Regions from separate parts of the Capsicum annuum genome. Here region 2 is linked to region 1. The links are chromatin contacts, called in public Hi-C maps. All regions are on one chromosome and are shown on one strand. The core of a region is the stretch at or near the end of the contact, and the rest is flanking DNA. Distances in the headings are between cores, read along the strand shown. Region 1 holds the start of LOC107871118 (probable methyltransferase PMT23). Region 2 holds the start of LOC107871119 (probable apyrase 7).

Region 1 (3,596 bases), core at 782-3,281:
CATCTTTGATTTCTTGGAAATCCAAGAATCAAAGCACTATAAGTCGAAGTTCAGTAGAAGCCGAGTACAGGAGCATCGCAGGTGCTGTGGCAAAAATCATTTGGATGGTTGGTTTATTGAAGGATCTTGGTGTCGTTGTACCTACTTCAATTCAGCTTTACTGTGATAGCAAGGTTGCTATGCAAATTGCCGCTAATCCAATCTTTCATGAACGAACCAAGCATATAGAAATCGATTGTCATTTTATCAGGGAAAAGCTCAAAGAACGTCTAATTCAGCCAGTGTACCTCTCTACTAAATTCCAACTGGCAGATATGCTTACAAAGGCTCTAGGAGCATCACAACATCATTTTTTGTTGTCCAAGATGGGAGTTCTCGATATCTTTCACCCTCCAGCTTGAGGGGGTGTGTTGGAAATATCTAGCTAAAGAAAATAAAGCTAAAAGGAGTGAGGGGTTGGTTAGAGTTAGTTATAACAAACACATGTTGTGCACATGTTGAGTGATAGTGAGTTGAGACTTGGAGTCTATAAATACTCCCATTTGCTTTCATTGTAAGCTAAGAAAATATGAATCAATGAGAATTGCAATTATTCTCTCTCTAAATGAATGCTACCAATTGCTTAGTTCTTTGATATTCTTACTGTATTTAGCTAGTATTTTGTATTTTTGAAAATAACCACTATAAGATACAGCTTCCATTGAACTAAAAATTGTTTTTTCATATAACATTAGTGTCCAGGTCAGCTTGCGCAGCTCAACTAATGACGTAGGATACCTGCTACCTCCCACAAACAGATATCGAGAAGAATAACCAGTAAAATCTAACAGTTATAACCACTTTAAGTTCTAGCTTCCACCGAGCTAACAATTGCTTTTTCTAATAACATTAGTGTCCACGCAAGCTTGCGTGCAGCTCAACTAATGACACAGGAGCTAACAATTGCTTTTTCTAATAACATTAGTGTCCACGCAAGCTTGCGTGCAGCTCAACTAATGACACAGGATACCTGTTACCTCCCACAAGCATAGACACCGAAACAAATAATTGCTATTAAAGTTATCAAATCAAGAAACAAGAAACATGAAACCATGCCACAGTTAAAAACAAAATAATAAAAACAAATCTTACCACCAAAAGAACCTATCAATCTCACCATATCCCTACTCTTAGGCCATGGAACTGGAACTTTATACCCATCAGGCAATGGAATCAAACACCTTGGACTTGGTTTAGGACAATGCCTCTCTCTATGCTCCATATGCCTCCTCGATTTCAACGCCTTTATAGCTTCGTAATTATCAAGACAAGGTATATAATCAACTGCAACTACACCCTTACACAACTTCCAATAAAGATTCTCAACACCCAACTCATCATTCGACTTTGTCGTTGAATTAACACCTACGGGAACAAATGGGGTTGCAGAATCTTGGTGAGACATTTTCTCATCAAGATTCTCAACACCCACCTCGTCATTCTTCGTGCCATTCGATTCTAAATCATTTTTCTGAGGCATTTTCTCATCAAGATTCTCAACACCCACCTCATCATTCTTCGTGTTATTCGATTCTAAATCATTTTGCTGACGCATTTTCCCATCAAGATTCTCAACACCCACCTCATCATTCTTCTTATTGTTCGATATGTGATCATCATGAGATGTTGTAGAAACGTGCTGAGAAATGTCGGTGGTGGAAAAAACAGGGGATTTTTGTGAGTTGTTAATGAGGATGAATGTAACGAAGAGTAGTATAAGGAAGAAGGAGAATAAGAATGGGATTTTCAAGAGGTTCTTCATTGATGATGTTATAGCCATTCTTGTTTTCTTGTTTTTTTTTCTTCTTCTTTTGCAGTGAGATCTGAGGGATTTAGAGAAACAGAGAGGTGGCAAATGATTGTTCCAAGTCAAAAACAAAAAAAAAGAAAGAAAGATCAGAGTTATGTTCTTTGAAATGTAGTTAAGAGGGTGTGTGTGGGGTGGAATTATATGCGGACAAGAGAATCTAATGTGGTTTGGTATAACCATACAAAGATAGAGTGATAATTAATTTGGGATTAATTATAGGATTTAGTTTATTTTATTTTTGATTAGAATTATTAATTTGGAATTTTATTTGTGCAAATTATACACATATTCGTGATAGTAAATTTTATAATCTAGTGGTTCGACTATATAATCAAAATACACTAGAACTCTTTTATATATCGATCTCGTTTGCCGATATTTTTTTTTTTTTGTGTTTTTTGTATATGTTTTAGATAATCTAAGGTGGACGGTGGTCTTCTATTTTTTGTTTAAGAATAAACATAAATACTCAATCCAATAGTTTCATACTCTCAGTGTTTCAAAAAAGAATAATCTAATTTGACTTTGTATAAAGTTTAAGAAAATAAAGAAGACTTTTGAATCTTATAGTGTTAAATTAAAGATATGTGAAATGTATCAAAATACCTTTCAATCTTGTGGTCTTAAACATGTTATGTGGAAAATTGAAATAAAAAAGTTGCTAAAAAAAAGGATCATTCTTTTTAAATCGGACTAAAAAAAAAATAGGTCATTGTTTTTTAAACGGAGGAAGTATTAATCATTAGACTAATATGATATTTCATTGTAATAAGAAGGTAAAATGATCTTTTGGACCCTTATACTATGTTGGTTTTGTAAGTTGTATACTTTTACTTACATGTTTGTCATCTGGACCCCTAAACCCACTAAAAAGCTATATTTTAAATCCTTTGACCGTTGATTTTGCCTATATGGCATTAAAATGTTGACTAGGACGAGGAGAGTGATTACAATCGTCTGGGGTGCGAGTGGGGATTAATTTTTTTGCCAATTTTATATTAAAATAATTAAAAAAATAAAAAAGAATTAATTTTTTTTTCAATTTTTTAATTTAAAAATATTTTTAAAAATTTTAAAATAATAAATTTTAAAATAAAATATACCCCCCACCCCCTTCCCAGTCCAGCCACTCCCTCACCCCACCCCAGCCCCTCCACCCCACTCAACTTTTTTCAGCTTTTTAAATTTAAAAATAGTTTTAAAAATTTTAAAAATAATATTTTTTAAATATTCAATATTTTTTTAGCTTTTTAAATTTAAAAATATTTTAAAAACTAAAAAATATATTTTTTTAAAATAAAAAAAGACCCTCCCCTACCCCCACCCTCACCCTCCACCCAATCCATCACCCCACCCCCTCCCCTATCGTCCCCACCCCATCCATCACCCCACCCCCTCCCCCATCGTCCCCCACCCCATCCACCGGTCACCACCATCCCCACCCCATCCACCAGTCACCATCGTCCCCCACCCCATCCCTTAGTCACCACCGTTCTTCACCCCTTCCATCAGTCCACCATCATTTCCGTTCCTCATCTAGCACCTTCCCCATCCCCAACCCTTTTCTCATCTTTCACCCTTTCCTCATTCCTCCACCCCGTCTTTCACCCTCCCCCAAGTAACACAATCACCATCACACCAACATTTCGTTACTCCCCCACCCTACTCCAGCCATCAACATTACAAAATCCCATCAAGAACCCCAGCATTATAAAACCCCATTATAACATTTCATTACAAAAATTTT
Region 2 (4,033 bases), core at 26-2,525, 200 kb after region 1:
TTCAATCACCTTAAATTTAGGAATGGATGTTTCATCATACATTCGCCAATGTATAATAGTTAGGCGAATGTATGAGTATATTTGTCAAAATTCGGAAGAGAAAAAACAAGATGAGATTTTGTGTAATTACTTTCATTAACTAGGGGATTTATGTTGTTTACACATAAAGAAATCATTGTTTGTAGTGTTTAAAATTATAATATTATTGAGAGAAGAGTCTAATTTCTCTCATTTTGATTTTCAGAGTCTAAATTTCTCATTCCGTTATTATTGATTACCTCTATCCTTTAATTACATGTAATTCAATAATGAGTGTAGCATCTACTATTCTAAAATTGTAATGGTGTTTCAATTTTTATTAGTGTAGTGAAGAATTCAAATTTGTTATATTATCGCTTAACTCTTAGAAAAAAATTTACGCAAAAAATTTGAGAGAGATTATATGCGTATTAAAAAAAATGTTGAAATTGGTTCTTGCAGTATCAAATTTACTTAATTTGTATCTTTCATTATTTTTTGTCTTTCAACATCTTTATTATTAGCAAATTACACTTTTGTTCTTTGCCATTAATAAAGTTCTTGTGCGAAATGGATGGATGATACTTGTTCAAATTTATAGTGTAAAAAAGTTGTAAATGAGGATCGGAGAAGAAGGAAAAAAGGGAAGGAGATTATAAGATGAGAATTGAATTCTAGTAAAAAGTTTAGTTACCTACCTATGAGTTATTTATGATTTTTCAATGTTAATTTATCTTTCATATTTAATTACAATTTAAAATTAATCTAATGTAAACTTAATTAGGGATCAATGACTAAAGAAAACAAGAAAATAAGATCTCTTACAATCTTATATAATATGAATAGAAGAAAATAATATTTCCACTCTCATAAGTGTTAAAATCAAAATTTCTTACTTTCTCGCTTTCACTTGTCACAATTTGATTTGACATATCTATTAAAAAACAATTAATAACATGATTATTTTACCATAATATTTCTTTTAAATGATGTTTACATTGTGTATTAAATTTAATTTGAAAAAAATAATTAATACTAAGGATAAAATTAAAAAAAAGAAATTATATTTTCTTGATATGTCAGAAATGACAACTAAAAGTATAAATATTATTAGAAATTTTTTGATAAGTTAAAACGAACAAAGAAAGTATAAAAAAATTAAATTTTTTAAGAAGATTATAAAAGGTTAGAATATCATTTCTCCTACTAAAAACAAATTTTCCCCCCTAAAAAGAATCTAATATTAGACTAAAATCATATTATAAGGCAGAAGTGATAAAAAAATTTTCCCTAATAATATAAATGCAAATTCAACCTTTTTTTTATTCAAGAAATTTTTTGAGGAAAAATAAAAAAAAGGTTTAGAAGAGGTTAAGAAGAAGAAGTAAGAAGAGTGATTCAAACGCGTAAGACTCTGTTTGTTTGTTCTTATATTCTTCACAAATCTCCTTTCAGATCTCCTTCATTCTTAACGATCTAAACGCCACAACCAAACGATTCACACTAATTTTTTTACTGCACCGACAATGTTTTTTGTTCCCCTTCACCGATCCGTAAGTAAATTTTACTCATTTTCATTTGCATTTTTACGAATTTATATTTACATTATATGCTGTTTTGATTTAATTGCAGGATTTGTAACTTTTAAATTTTGTTAAATTTTGTGATTTTAGTTGTTCGGTGTTGAGGAAGATCTAGTTATTTAATGCTGAATTTTTTGTAATAAAAATTGATTTTTTTTAAACTACATTTGATTTTTTTTTTAAAAAATTTTGGTGATTGCTTATTAATATATAAATGTATAAGAAAGTATAATAGTCGTAGTTGTTCATTGTTGAGGAAGATGTAGTTATTTAATGCTGAATTTTAACTACAAAAAGTTGTGATTATCCTACTTTTAGGCAGTAGATAAATGTTTAAGAAATTAGTATAATATAATGTGGTGATTGAAATTGCAGTTGTTCATTGTTACGGAAGATTTAGTTAGAATTTAAGTTTTGTGCATCATCAGTGTATAAAATATTCTACAGTACAAGTTATACAATTTTTTACGTAAAAATTGAAAAAGAAAAAATTGGGTAATTTGTAATAGCAAGTCTAGTTTACCTGGTAGTATAGAATATTTTGTACACTGACGGTTCGCAAAACTTAAACTCATAAATGTATACGTTTTATTTCGAACAGTTTGAGGAGTTAATATCTGGATTCACACTGAAAATTTAGTGTGCTGTTTGCATTTTAAATTGTTCATTGTTAGGGAAGATTTAGTTATTGAATGCTGATTTTTTTGCAACTAATAATAGTGGTATTTTAACTGCAAAAAATTGTGATTATCCTTCTTTAATGTTTGTGTACAAATAAATGTATTAGAAGAAACTAATATTCAGATTCGTGCTGAAAATTGAATGTGTTGATTGAAATTTTAGTTGTTCATTGTTACGGAAGATCTAGTTAGTACAAAAGAATTGTGACTATCGTACTTTCAGGTAGTATATGAATGTGTACATTTTATTCCGAACAGATCAAGAGACCCATAACAAATTCACGCTGAAAATTGAATGCGCTGATTGACGTGTTGAGAACTCTTCGAGTTTTTCCTCAGCAAAAAGAATGTGATTATCCTATTTTAATGTGATATGAAAATGTATAGGATTTATTTTGAACAGAGTAACAAACCAATATCTGTAACCGCACTGAAAATTGAATGTGCTGATTAGATTTTCCGTTCTTTTGAGTATGATTTTGCTGCTACTTTTGATGGATGGACGTGTTGGAAACTCTTGTAAGTTTTAGCCTCAGGAGGTTGGTGAAAAGAATGTGAATTACATTTGGATTTGGGGGTGGGGGTGTGTGTGTGTGGGGGGGGGGGTGATCGGAATGAACGAATTTGAATAATGATGTAAATGTGCTTTTAACTTGTATATGCTGGAAGAAGCCTGCGACTGACGTGATGAGTGGTATTTTTATGTTCGATTTATTTGATCTATCAGTTGTGGCATGCTTATTATCTTATAACTCCGTATAGGTAAAGTATTTGTATTTTTAGTGTAAAACTCTAGGATGAATGAAGATAGCAGATGTTTCAATTGTCCAAGTCTCGGTCGCATACTACTTGGGGTTGGGTATATAAAGCCCCCTCTATATCTATTCCTCACAATTAGGGTGCAAAAGAATTTTATTTTTGGAAAATTTATAATGTTATGGTTATTGGTTCATTAGTTATTAATTAACCACCACTGTTCCCCTTTATTTGGACATGCGGCTGGCGATGCAAAGCTCACATAGGTAGAGCTAAGCAAGGGACATCCATAGACCATAGATATGACTGATTTCTGAGCTTCTGGAATATCCATAAAAATACTGTGTCAGTGATTTGGTGCATATACTACATACTGAGCATGTACTTCTATAATCACTGATCGTTTTTGGCTCATCTCATCTTTAGTTGAGTTGCATCACACATGATAAGCTCCATTGGGTACATTACTAAATTACTAAAGCCATAATGTAGATTGAATGTTATAGCTGTCGTCACTGGAAATCTATGGTTTTAGCTCCTCTTTGGTTCTCCTTACTATGACATCATGTTCAAATGATTTTGATTCGTTTGTAATATTATGTTATTCCTTTTGGGATGCAGGACACTTCTCCTTTACAGGTTCAATTAGTGCATCATGTGCTATGCTTATGAGACTTATTGCTGTATGATGATAGTCAATGAGCTTTTCATGTACAATGCAAGAATGGACGAGAAAACTCTGGCTTGAAGAGTAACCTTGCTTAGAATTTGTAATCTCTGCAAGCATGGTGCTTAACAAAGTCACTGAAATTGTGTCTGCTGCAGTGGCTCGTTTCTCGACCCCAACGACGTCTAACAATCCATATCCATCATCGGGGTTACCACCTCTTCCAGGTTCACTTAATGTTTCTAGCTTAGATCAGAAGAACAAGTTGAGACTTTCCTCATCCCTTCAAGATCTTTCTGCATACCGGCGGCTTGATCTGGAAGATGGTG

Evidence for each region. Hi-C and Micro-C count contacts between places; a contact is called where the count stands out from the background.
Region 2: a Hi-C map of leaf shows a contact between it and region 1, with 4 times the contacts expected there. The contact joins the promoter of LOC107871119 here to the promoter of LOC107871118 in region 1. A contact is called at or near these places in 5 of 5 Hi-C or Micro-C datasets (bud, leaf, pericarp and 1 more).

What each region holds. Positions count from the first base shown.
Region 1 is chr5:204,010,864-204,014,459 of UCD10Xv1.1, forward strand. LOC107871118 (probable methyltransferase PMT23) reads right to left here and starts at 2,032. Exons shown (of 8, transcript XM_016717919.2): 1 at 1,157-2,032. The coding sequence starts at 2,029.
Region 2 is chr5:204,212,214-204,216,246 of UCD10Xv1.1, forward strand. LOC107871119 (probable apyrase 7) reads left to right here and starts at 1,276. Exons shown (of 4, transcript XR_007055519.1): 1 at 1,276-1,424; 2 at 3,659-4,033.